Linked DNA regions of Mus musculus: region 1 is linked to region 2. Evidence: chromatin contacts called from public HiChIP or PLAC-seq data. All regions are on one chromosome and are shown on one strand. Each heading gives the region's core, a stretch centred on a gene start, on an enhancer-like site or on the middle of the called end of the contact. The rest is flanking DNA. Distances are from core to core; before and after follow the strand shown.

What was found. HiChIP or PLAC-seq counts read pairs in DNA pulled down with a chosen protein or histone mark.
Region 1: a contact with region 2 is called in an H3K4me3 HiChIP or PLAC-seq map of embryonic limb bud, with 4 times the contacts expected there. The contact joins two enhancer-like sites. A contact is called at or near these places in 10 of 39 promoter capture datasets (3T3-L1-derived adipocytes, cranial neural crest, embryonic stem cells and 7 more), 1 of 15 datasets of contacts at CTCF or cohesin (the NIH/3T3 cell line), 3 of 484 Hi-C or Micro-C datasets (the C3H10T1/2 cell line, brown adipocytes and reprogramming fibroblasts), 2 of 115 datasets of contacts at active chromatin or transcription factors (embryonic limb bud and embryonic stem cells) and 1 of 9 other capture datasets (embryonic stem cells).

Annotation. Positions count from the first base shown.
Region 1 is chr10:120,441,186-120,447,204 of GRCm38.p6, forward strand. The region is part of intron 3 of Hmga2 (high mobility group AT-hook 2); the gene reads right to left. Among named protein-coding and RNA genes, the nearest start is that of Mir763, 3.9 kb to the right of the region's middle. Within about 2 kb of position 3,671, at least 6 of the 459 cell types and tissues checked have an H3K27ac peak or open chromatin away from gene starts, as enhancers often do. A contact at or near this core is called in embryonic limb bud, where this site is marked.
Region 2 is chr10:120,269,069-120,275,409 of GRCm38.p6, forward strand. No RefSeq gene overlaps it. Among named protein-coding and RNA genes, the nearest start is that of Llph, 45 kb to the left of the region's middle. Within about 2 kb of position 3,728, at least 69 of the 459 cell types and tissues checked have an H3K27ac peak or open chromatin away from gene starts, as enhancers often do. A contact at or near this core is called in embryonic limb bud, where this site is marked.

The DNA.
Region 1 (6,019 bases), core at 2,421-4,920, 170 kb after region 2:
TATGGTCTAGGTTATTCTGACAGCTCATCCTTGGTTCTTTAGCCATCTTTTGCGATGTCCCAAAACTGGACAAGAACCATGGAGAAGAGAGCGATGGCCTGTATAGTATCTAGAAAAAATAAACTCACATCTCGCCTTTTCTCCATCTCTGAGGTAAATGGGACTTTGGGCCCAGAGGGTGTATGTAGTGTATCACCTCAGCGCTCTCTTTGCCTTTTCGTGTTCAGACACTGGAAGTAACTTGACCCCTCTCCATCCTCACTGGACAGCTGCCAGAATGAGACTCGGCTTTCTTTCCCGTGTGCTCCGGAAAGCCACCTACCACTCAGAGGGACTCTTTGACATGCTCCCGACTTGAAGGACAAATGAAATTGGCATTTTTTTTTTTTTTAAATCTGAAGGCAAAACAAAGGAGTCAGAAACACGACACCGCAAGACCGGGCACTTATCTGTCCTCCCAGTGAAAAAGGAGGCTTGGGGCTCAAAGGATTCTGCAATTGCATTTCCAGGAGCGGTTTAGTAGATTTCTCCCCCTCTCTTTGTGGGGGTCAGCCACAGGAGGTGACTGTCTGTCCCTTCTCAGATGCAAAGATTCCTTTGTGAGCAACCCCACACAGGGCAGAGAGAGAGAGAGAGAGAGAGAGAGAGAGAGAGAGAGAGAGAGAGAGAGAGACTAACACAGTGTTCCTGACATCTGCTCTCCTTGGGTGTCATGGTCAGCGGCAGATTGGGAAGCAAAGTTTTGTCTTTTCAGCAACATGGTACCTAAAGCTAGTCGTTCGAGCATTTGCTGAGTTCTGCTACGGACAGTCTAACAGGCACAAAGGGAATTGCAGGGACATGTGAGACAGGGAGACTGCATGCTAGCTCTCCAGGGGCTCTTTGCCTTACAGGTGAAAGGTTAAATATATTGATTCCCATCTTTTAATTTTTTTCAGAATCCCACCCAAACTTCTCCAGCCATCCTTCCTGGCCAACTAATGGCTCTCACCTCGACTCTGTGTCCCCACAAGACTTAGGTCCTCCACTTTTCTATTGTTTGAACTTGGCAGCAGTGTTTTTTGTGTGTGTGTGTGCATGATCCAACTAGTTTCTCAGCATCAGGGGGACGGGCTTTCCAGCTTCTTGGTCCCTCACGTCCTTCTTTGCACAGTTGTTACTTTTGTGGCTCTAACACTATACATACTTACTAAGCGAAGTCTTGGTGGCCAATGCTGAGGACATCTGCTCAGATGCCACTCCAAGTATGTCCCGGCTCTCTCCCTCACAGATTAAGTTCCTAAAAGTTCCCTTTCCTGACAAGGCTGTCCGTGTGTCTATCCAGGAGCAAAGGTGTTCTTGCCTGAGCGAACCGTGAAGAAAGGAACCGCTCAGAGCTACAGTGGGTTTGACCTATCTTTGTTCATTACAGAAACAGGACAGGTCCATGTCATTGGCTACCTTGAGAAATGTCAGTCAACAAAAAGGGCGGGCCCTTGAACCTGTCACCCAGTGCTTAGCTGGCATGATGTAAACCAGTGGGCTAGGTCAGCGGAGGACTCTTCCTATCCAAACTGTTCTGTTTTTGTTCTACACAATTTAGAAACCAAAGAACCCACCAGATCTCATTCCTTTCCTCCCACCCTCTTCCTCTTCCTTCTCTACTCTCCCCAGATACAACGTGGGTTCAACCGGTTGAGGGCATGTGACGCCAACCAGTGTGGATGTACATATGTTTACACCTCAGGCTCATGTCATCCATTTTACAGATTATCACTACTTACAGGAAATATGGCTGCTCACATTAATGGGGATTGTGAATGCTGCCTAAAGTTTGTGGTGAAGCACGTGAGGGGGAAGAAGTGGAGAAAGATAATAATTACTTCATTTTCAAACCTCAAATAGGTATACAAATGTCCCAGAGAGAACAGATATAATGGATCCGGTCTCCTTTTCTTCAACCCTGACAATATTTATAGCATATCCTTGGGTAAATTTCTTTAGGGTATATATACGCTTAATTATTACAGTACTTTACACATATAGTATAAAAGTTCATTCTCACAATGTCAAAAATATGTAAATGAGCTACCGTACATAAAAGGTACCAAGATATTTCTAGTCACTTGTGAACAACATTAAGAAATATAGATGAAATGCTTCATGATGCGATTTATTATGGCTGCGATTTAACCCAAATGGTTATATTGCACGTAGGCTAAATGGAAGCACAAAAATTCATTTGTAATATGTTCTTGGAAAAAGAGGGTTATAGTCACACTGCAACATTAACGCTACTTGAATTCAAACCATTTTTCCTACTGTATTAAATATTTCCCTGTGTTGGGAGCAAGATCTTGAATAGCGAAGCTGGTGCTGTTCACCAAATGAAAACAGTGAGCTTGTGCTATTCATAAAACAGCTGAACAACCACGTTGGTAATAGAAGACCTCAGAGAGCCAGCAAAAACAAAACCAACAAACAAAAACCCACCATTGTTTTCTTAATAATCATAATTCTTTTTTTCCCTGTGTGATTTTTACCTGCATAACACTACTCAAATAAATTGACAGTTGGACCCCAAATTACTGTCTTGGCTGCTACGTGGCATTCTGCAAATCTCTCAAAACCCCTTACTTAAGTCTGCTTCACCCCCCCCCCCAAAAGCACTTACTTACTCTCTAGAGTGTTACAGGAATTAGGTGTCCTGGAGCCCACAGCGCCTACGCCTGGTTAGCAGGTTGGAAAGTAATAAGCACAATGGAAAGGGAACCTACTTGGTTACCATGGATACCTTAGATCTGAAGAACTCCTATTTGGGGTGCTCATCAGCCACTACTTGCACAAAATCCCTCACGCTGCCTGGACCTGCATGCGGTCATAAATGTTTAACTGCATCCGTACAGTGTTCTCCAAGTGCTCTGAAATGGCACAGCCATGCTGTGGGAAACCAGTCCTTCCCCTGGTGCATCTGCACTGCCTGCTACCCGTCCAGAGACCTGAAGGTTTTATTTGGCCATCCGTTTTGCAGGACTGAGCCATTTCTGCTAGATCGCTACAACTGCTTAGCTAGAATCAGCCCCAAGATTAATTTCTGCGGCAAGTCAATTCACCCTGGGATGCTACAGCTTACAAAAGGTTTAAAAGCTCTCCCCGCACTGTAGGGGCTCCAACTCTAGTAGTCTGGATAAGAGGGGCCAGGGAGACTAGTAAGGTACATAGCCTTTACCTAGTCACGTGAAAGCTTCCAGGGCATTTCCTCTGCATGAATCCCAAATTACAACCGACTTTTCTCAACATCTGACCCATGCAAAGGAAGTTTCAGTGATATATATAATATATATGCATACATACATACATTACATACATAGACATTAGATCTGTGAAATCTAATGATCCTTGAAGCCAAAGCAGTTATCTTAAACTCACCAGAGACACATGTTAGCCCTCTTCCCAGATGTTCATTTTATCCTACAGGAGGATGGTACAGGCGACTTGGGAGACCAGGCCTTACACTGGTGCCCTGTTTTGGCTTAACGGCTTTAGTAAACCAACAGAAACACTTTGTCCCATAAAGATAATTGCACAACAAAACTTTTATCTTTTCCAGATGGCAAATGGGATGTCACTCAGTGTGACTTAATGATCTGGCCCCCACAGGACTCTCTCTAGATTCATTTGCCTGCTCCGCCAGAGTGCCTACTCGTCGACCGCAATAGGGAGGCTAGTCTCTACACTAATGAAAGTAAGAGCCAGGCTGTTGTCAGGAGCTGGGCATGGCTGGAGAGAGGCGTAAACAGGGGCGTGGCTGGAGACGATTGGTCATCAGGGACAGCTGGCAAGATTGTTTATGTCCTCTACATTCACCATCTCTTTCCTCTCCATGGTCTATGGTTGCTCTTGTCTTCACCATTCTCTTGGGATCTTGACCCACAGCCACAGTTTGACTCTTTCACCCGTGGCCCCTGTTTTAAGTCTTCAGCTCGGCCCTCTCCCCTAAACTCCACATATATATCTAGTTGGGTGTGTAAGCGTTGCTTCTCCACATAACCCTTCATGTTCATTATTTTTCTACAGAATTTTTTTTTTACCTAGTAGGTATAATATCTGTATCTTATTTCCTAGCAAACATTTTCCTTATTTTTTTTTTAACGTCCTAGAATACAAGTGACTTCTAACAGCTAACTTCCTCCATACGTGCACCATACTGGTTATTTTAAAATAGTATCTTAACGTAATTTCAGAAATGCTTACTTTTTCCTTATATAGCATAGTCTCCATGTTTGCTGCAAGATTCTGAGAACAGATAAATATCTAGTCCCAATGTACTTGAAGTCGCATGGTGGAATTAGGAAAATGCTTGTGTATAAACTGATTCTCTTCACAAAATAGGTTGGCATGGTAGCATATCAAGTATAGTTTATTCAGAAAAGAGTCACATATGTCTTTACTGAATTCACTCTTTAAGATTTTGTTTTCCGGGATAGAAAGATGGCTCAAGAGTTAAGAGCATTTGCTCTTTGTTCAGAGGACCCAGGTTCAATTCCCAGCACCCACAGGTTGACTCACAACCATATATATAACTCCAATTCTGGAGACTTTGACAACCTACCCTCTTCTGGCAGACACACACAAGGTACTCAGACAAAATACCCATACACATAAAATAAAACAAAAACATTAAAAATTGCCACAGATGGGCTGGTGAGATGGCTCAGTGGGTAAGAGCACCCGACTGCTCTTCCGAAGGTCCAGAGTTCAAATCCCAGCAACCACATGGTGGCTCACAACCATCCATAACGAGATCTGACTCCCTCTTCTGGAGTGTGTGAAGACAGCTACAGTGTATTTACATAAAATAATAAATAAATCTTTAAAAAAAAATTGCCACAGATACACAAGGTACTTAAATCATGCAAATGGATACATTCATGGATGATCGTAGACAGAGGACACTGAAAATAGTGTTTTGAAAAGGAAAGAAATGTACTTTCATAGTGAACTACATTCATGGATCGATGAACAAAATATAAAGAAGTCTGATTTGCCAAACAGGAGCTCAGTTTTGTCCTCCGTGATCAGCAAATATTTTTTTTTCCTGTAACTGTCGGCTTCCTCTACTCAGTTACTGCCTAATGATCTGTTGAAGTGATACCATCTCCTTCCCGGTCCGCAGAAGTGCCCTCCCCCACCCACATGACCATGCTCCATCTTCTAGAGCGGCATCTTATGCCCGTGACCTTGAACAAAGCCTAAGCGAGAGAGCCTGGTCACTCTGTCTTGAAAGATTTCCTTTCCAACATCTGCTGCTTCCTATTTTGCAATCTCACTTGCAAACAGTGGTCCTCTTGTCATAGATATTTATGTGTCTACGTGTCAGGAGCCAAGAGATTAGCGAGAGCAGCTACTCTTTGGGGTAATTGATGACATAACACTGCAGAAATACATTTGATTTTTTGTTTTTTGTTTTTTGTTTTTTTAAAAAACTTTTAATTGCATGGTTTTAAGAAGCCATTTTGTGAGATTTGAGTAGACCATTGTGTGCTTTTCTTTTTCTTCTCCATTCAATGAATTTGAACACAGAAGCTACTATTTAATACCTAGATATTAAACACACACATACACACCCAAACCCTCTATTCAAGGAGCATGGGGACAATCATAGAGGAGTACAGAGACAACCATAGAGGAGCACAGGGACAACCACAGGGGAGCACGGAGACAACCACAGGGGAGCACGGAGACAACCACAGAGGAGCACAGGGACAACCACAGGGGAGCACAGAGACAACCACAGAGGAGCACGGAAACAACCACAATGGATCATGGAGACAACCACAGAGGAGCAAGGAGATAACCACAGGGGAGGACAGAGACAACCACAGGGGAGCACAGAGACAACCACAGAGGAGCACGGAAACAACCACAATGGATCATGGAGACAACCACAGGGGAGGACAGAGACAACCACAGGGGAGCACGGAGAAAACCACAGAGGAGCACGGAGACAACCACAGAGGAGCACTGTAACAACTACAGA
Region 2 (6,341 bases), core at 2,478-4,977:
TGTTTGTTTGTATGTGTGGTGATAGCATTTATTTATCTTAAAGATTTATTTATTTTAGTATATGTAAGTACACTGTAGCTGTCTTCAGACACCCCAGAAGAGGGCATCAGATCTCATTACGGGGTGGTTATTAGCCACCATGTGGTTGCTGGGATTTGAACTCAGAACCTTTGGAAGAGCAGTCAGTGCTCTTAACTGCTGAGCCATCTCTCCAGCCCCTTGGCTTATTTATTTATTTGCTTATTTATTTAGCTGTGTGGTGGTGGGGCTTGTTTGCTTGCTTGTTTATTTATGGTTTTGTTGTTTATTTATATATGTGGTGGTAGCATTTGTTTGTTTATTTACTTATTTGCTTATTTACTTAGCTGTGTGGTGGAGGGGCCCTTGTGTTTGCCGTGTGGAGGTCAGAGGATAACTTGTGGAAGCCAAGTTCTCCTTTTACCATGTGGATTCTGACTGTGGAACTCAGTTCTTCGGGCTCGGTGGGAGGCACCTTTAATGTGTAAAACCCTCAAACTGCATTCGGTTTGATTAAAATCTCTCCCGAATCTTCCGATTGAGTGGTTCGCTTTCTTTTGCCTGAGCGTAGGCTGAGCATTCAATAATCAGTACGTCTGAAATCCGAAATGATCCAAAAGCTTCCTTCAAAAAAAACCCCTCAAAAATCATTCTAATTAGTGGGAGACAAATTCAGGCTGATGTGCAGCTTGATGAAACACAGCCCGAAAGAAAGCCACTTTCAATCTATCTTTTGTAAAGTGAAATTTTCCTTGTACAAAGTGCCCCTGCTTAAGAGCTCTCCTAAAGTCACTGTCTGTGATGAACGAAATATTTGGCTTGTGTTATGTGCAATGCCAGGCCTTTTCCACCATTCTGGGTCTTGACTTGGGGTTGGAATATGGAGTGGAGGCTGCAGAGCTAGAAATCTGCTCGGGTGTGCGCATGGTTATGAAGAAGAATTTCAAAATCCTACTGAGCTGGACAGCCAAGGGGCTATGGAGACCGCTCTCATGTTGGGTAGGGTATTGGCTTGCTGACAAAGCCATTTGTCTTCTCGCCCGTCTCTACGACACCCTCTCTCTGTCCTCCAGGGTATTGCAGGTGATGCCATATATTCATAAGAATTTATTTAGCCTCCGGCTAAAATGTCTTGAAGCTCTTTTCCAAGTCCTTACATGTAGTTATTAAATGGTAGGCCACACACGGCGGCGTCTTCCGTTGCTCTCACGATCGGCTGTTGTTCCTTCTAAGAGGCTGTATCAATAAAGCTTGACTCAACAAATGGGAAATCTAATCATGAATATCTGATTCCTCTTTCACCCTGGCCTTTCAAAACCCCGTGTCATTGTAAATGGGATGTTCCCTATAGGGAAAGATGTTTAGCCTCTTTAAATTGCTACCTCCCTGCCCCAATACACACACACACACACACACACACACACACACAACTGTTTTCTTACACACAGAACTGTTTTCTTTTTATTGGGAAGACCGAAAGACTGAATTCTCCTGTTGTTTCCTGATCTATTTTTTACTTCAAGCTGAGGCATTCTGACTGCTAACTCACCCTCTACCTAATGCTTCATCGCACATAAACTGTGTCATTCACAAGGGTACCAGAACACTACATAAGACTACCCTCAAGCTATGCATATAAAGTATATATGGAAGAAAAGAATTTTATATTTAGACTTGGGGACCATCCCCAACATATCTCAGGTGCATACGCAAATATTTGAAAAAAAAAAAAAAAAAAAAAAACAACTGAAACACTCTGGTCCCAAATACGTGGATGAAAAATTTAACTATATTTTGGGCTGGAGGGATGGCTCAACAGTTAAGAGAACTTGCTGTGGTAGCAGATGAGGTTTCAATGCCTGTCAATCACATGACAATTTAGGTATCTGTAATGGCAACTACAGAGGATGTAGTGATCTAGTGCCCTCTTCTGGTCTTCATGGGTACTGCATGCACATGGTATGCCTTGATAACATTCAGGCAAAACATTTGTACGCATAAAATAAAAATAAATAAACCATCAAAAGAAACCGATTTACATTTTATAGAGTGTATTTAGAGTTCTTCTTCCTGGAGCTCAATAGATAGACCAGGCTAGCTTCTAACTCATAGATCTGTCTGCTGCTGCCCCCAGCTAATAAGTAGTAGCGATTGAAAATGACCTGTTTGAAGAGTTGAATCAGCTTTGCTTAACGCTATCAAATAAAATACATTGAGAGAGAGAATGGTTTCTGTCCTGGTCAATACGAGAGACTCGCTGATGGCATGTGACTTTCAGAAGCCATGAGATCTGTCCATTGGCAGCCAGTGGAGCTGGTGTGGTTAGTGCCACCGGTAAGTGAGCCACTGAGTGGGCTCCTGATGGGATGAATTTCATTAGGTGTCAGGCTTTGAGCTGAGTGGCTAAGATGCATGGAGGTGGTGTGTGAGAAAGGAAGGACCCTGCAGGCCAGAGCAGGGAGGGAGGCTCTGCTCTGTGTCTCTGGTTTCTTACTCCTCCTTCGTTCTGGTTCTGCCCCGTATATCTAAATATCAGCCCCGTGTACTAAATATCAGCTTCCTTCCTTTTTCTTCTACTTCCCTGCCTTCTCTCTCTCTCTCTCTCTCTCTCTCTCTCTCTCTCTCCCTCTCTCTCTCTCTCCTGCCCTTGGTTTCTTCTTTCTCTCTTTCCCTTTTGCTCATCTCCACTCTTCGCCCTTTCCTCCCTCCTACTTCCCCCTTTTGTTCTTTATAATTATTTTAACTTCTCGCCTGCCTGCCTACCTGCCTTCCTTCCTTCTTCTTTTTCTTTCTTTGCTCCTTTCCCCTCCCTCTTCTTTCTTTTCTCCCCCCCCCCCCCGCCCCTCTCTCTCCCCTTTTAGCTAAACCTCCCAAGATCCTTTATTCCTTCGTAATATGACGTCATTCGCAGACCCTTCTCCTTTTCTCTGGCCTCTGAGCTTTGTTACAGTTAGAGCGGTGCTTTCTCAACTCACCTCCCCTGCTGGCCCTGCCCCAGATAGGGTATTTCCAGGTCAGAGGTGAGTAGGACTCTACTCTGCCCTCCCAGGATCTCTATACTCGTTTTCGTTAAAGCGACACTCGCAGAGGTGGCTCCCTAGGGCAAAGGAGGTAGCTTTGATTGTGAACACACTCAAAAAAACGGGTTTCCCGAGGCTTTCATGAACACTAGCTAATTCCAATTTGCCGCAGCTTGGTGGGGATGGAACACTCATTTCTTCCAGCTTGGACTTACAGGCTGCCTCTCTGTGGAATGCTAACCACCACCGAGCCGGCCAGGCTGCTTGATGGAGGGTCCAGACTATCGGATTCAGTGGAAACTACAGGGGGAGTTTGAGGGGAGCAGAATGTAATTACTTGAGCTGGACTCGGGCCAGCATTCTGGAGTTAACACAACTGGCCTTAGAGAGTCCGCTGTAAGATCTCCGGTGGCCACAAATGGTTAGGTCTGTGGTTTTAGGTTTCTTCAGAAAGGTAAACAGCACAGTTGAGCACAGTGCCCCCTAACACCACGCGGGCATCTTATTCACAGGGACCCAGGGAGAAAGAGGCCACCTACGGAATCAGAAACACCGTTTCCTGAAGTACCTTCTTGTCCCTGGGAGGTCTCTCATCCCTAGTCAGAACCTGACAAGCTCGCAGGCTGAGTGCTACGGCTGCCAGACTAAATTATGCGCTTATCATTTCTCCCCGTGTTGTCTGGGATTCCAGCAACCAAACAGTGGGGAACTCCTGATTCACATTTCTGCTCAAAACACACTCGTCGTCGTTTCTCCTCTCTGTAAAGCTCCCGGATCCCACAGTCCAAGTTAAACACAACTGGAATTTCCCTATAAGTCAAAAAAAAGTATTAATTCCGAGACCACATATTTTTCTTCTTGTAGGGTACATACGCATTTAAACACAGCACATGGGGCAGATCATCTGAAAACGGGGAAAAGCTCGGAGGGAAAAACAAAACAAACAAAAACAAACAAACAAACTAAGAGAGCAGAGATTTGGTTGGGTGTCTGACCCTGCAATGGGAATTTTCCTCTGTGGTTTGCTGGGAGAATACTAAAGGCCAGGCTGGAAGTTTCTATACCACATAGATCTTCAATGAGGGTGACTTAGGGCGGGAAGGAAGTAAGATGAGTCTTGGGCACTATTAGGGTGGCATGCGGCTGAACTAATGAATCCTGGGCTCTGGCACATCTGAGCTCTCTGGACTGTAACAGTCATCTTTTATGAATTAAAACGGCAATCTAAAGTTTTATAAATGTTAGCTCTTCTAATTGACGGTGGCCTGTCTAACGCAGAGGAAGTCGAGAATATCTCTCCCCTTGTTTCCCTTTTCACTTCTGCAAGTTCAATCTTCAGGAACTCCGACAAGGTCTTCATTTTTATGACGACCCACGCTGACTCCCAAATATATGATTTTTTTTTTCGCCCAGTAATGTTTGTGCCCATCTGGTTTGAATTTAGCATTCTTATGAGTCACTTCACTGTGATAGGAACACTCTGCTATAGAAAACTTCTGTTAATATTTTAACATTTTAAATCAAACATGCACACAGCATTACCCAAGTCTCCTTGCAATTACAGAAAACCCATGCCCTCTGTCCTTCATGGTTGCTGCCTTCACATTTATTTTCCTTAAATTGAACATAGTACACAGTAAATAAGTGTGCATCCCAGACAGATGTGGTGTGTGGTAAATAAGTGTGCATCCCAGACAGATGTGGTGTGTGGTAAATAAGTGTGCATCCCAGACAGATGTGGTGTGTGGTAAATAAGAGTGCATCCCAGACACATGTGGTGCGGAGTAAATAAGTGTGCATCCCAGACACATGTGGCGAGTGGTAAATAAGTGTGCATCCCAGACAGATGTGGTGTGTGGTAAATAAGTGTGCATCCCAGACAGATGTGGTGTGTGGTAAATAAGTGTGCATCCCAGACGCATGCTCAGCAGCATGGACCAGTGTATCCCTTTACTGCCTGAGAGCCTTTTGCAGCACCGTTTGCCTCGAGAGTAGGAGGGATGGCTGACTCTATAGGAAGTCATTTCCGTCTCATGGCTGACACTTAACCCATTTAAAAGAGCCCCATTTATTTTGCCCTCAACATAGACTTTATAACTTATGTTTTACTACCCAAATTTCCTGAAGCTTGTTTGAACCCATTTTCCTTTTACTGCTGGACAAAGTTTCTCAGAGTAGTCTTTAAGGCGAGAGGGAGGAGGGGGAAAATGTTAGGAATCTCTTTAAGAAAATACAGCAGGGTCTCCCCCACCTTCTTAGGCAAATGAATGGTTCTCTGAGAGGGGAGACTGAGCTGTGTACTTAGTGGGTAAATTGAATCTGCACATGGGGTGGACATAATTTAACTTAAAAAAATAAAAAGGACAATTTTGAAGGATTATTTGTCTATATTAAAAGTGAAGTAAGTACGCCCTAACAGGCCAGACCATTTTCTTCTTTATTTGGCTTTATGTAAAATATTTCATCTTAATTTTGGAAGGGGGAAAAAAAAAAGACAGCGTTTTAAATCAGCACTCCAGGCCTGTTTGTAAGGTGGGCATGGGTTCTGCACTTCCAGGAAGATAGAAATGAGCTCCTGTTCTGAGTGAGGAATAGGGTTTCGCTCCCTCTTTCCTTATTAAAGTTCCTGCAGTTATGTCCTCATCTGCAAAAACAAAGCTTAAGAAAACAAGAGTCCTTTACCTGGGCCCCGAACACCAATTCCTTAAGACAAGTTTACTCTAACTCTCGTGACTTTGTAGCTTACTCAGAGGCGCTTGGAGAGGTTTAAATCAAAATAAGAAAAATAATACCAGTAGACTCACAGAAGTGGGGCCCCCATCTCTCAGTCTTTGTTCAGACAAAACATGTGTTGGAGGCCATGAAAACTTTGCAGAATCCAAATCTGGGGATTTTAGCGGACACATACCACAACTGCAGATCCCAGGCTCTGGGCATGACAGATACGTTTGTACTTCTCATTAGCCATACTATTGTGACCGAATAAAATATGTAGTCTATTTTTTTTCACACAATTTAATTAGAAGTTCCAGATGTGGTGCTGTATGACTGATGTCAAAATAGGACACTTTTATGTAAACACTTGAACATAATCAATCAAGTCACTAGCTTTTGCTGTTTTATAAAGCCTTTCGAGTCAGCTTGGTACGAATGCGTTATTTTCCTGTTATGCTAAATAGATCATGGCCAGCTGCAGTGTTCGTAAGAGATTGGGGGAATAAAGTTGGGTTTTGCTATATTATTTTTCAAAGGACAGCCTTTACAATTTCCTCCTTTGGGAAAGATGGAAAAAAAAAAGACAAA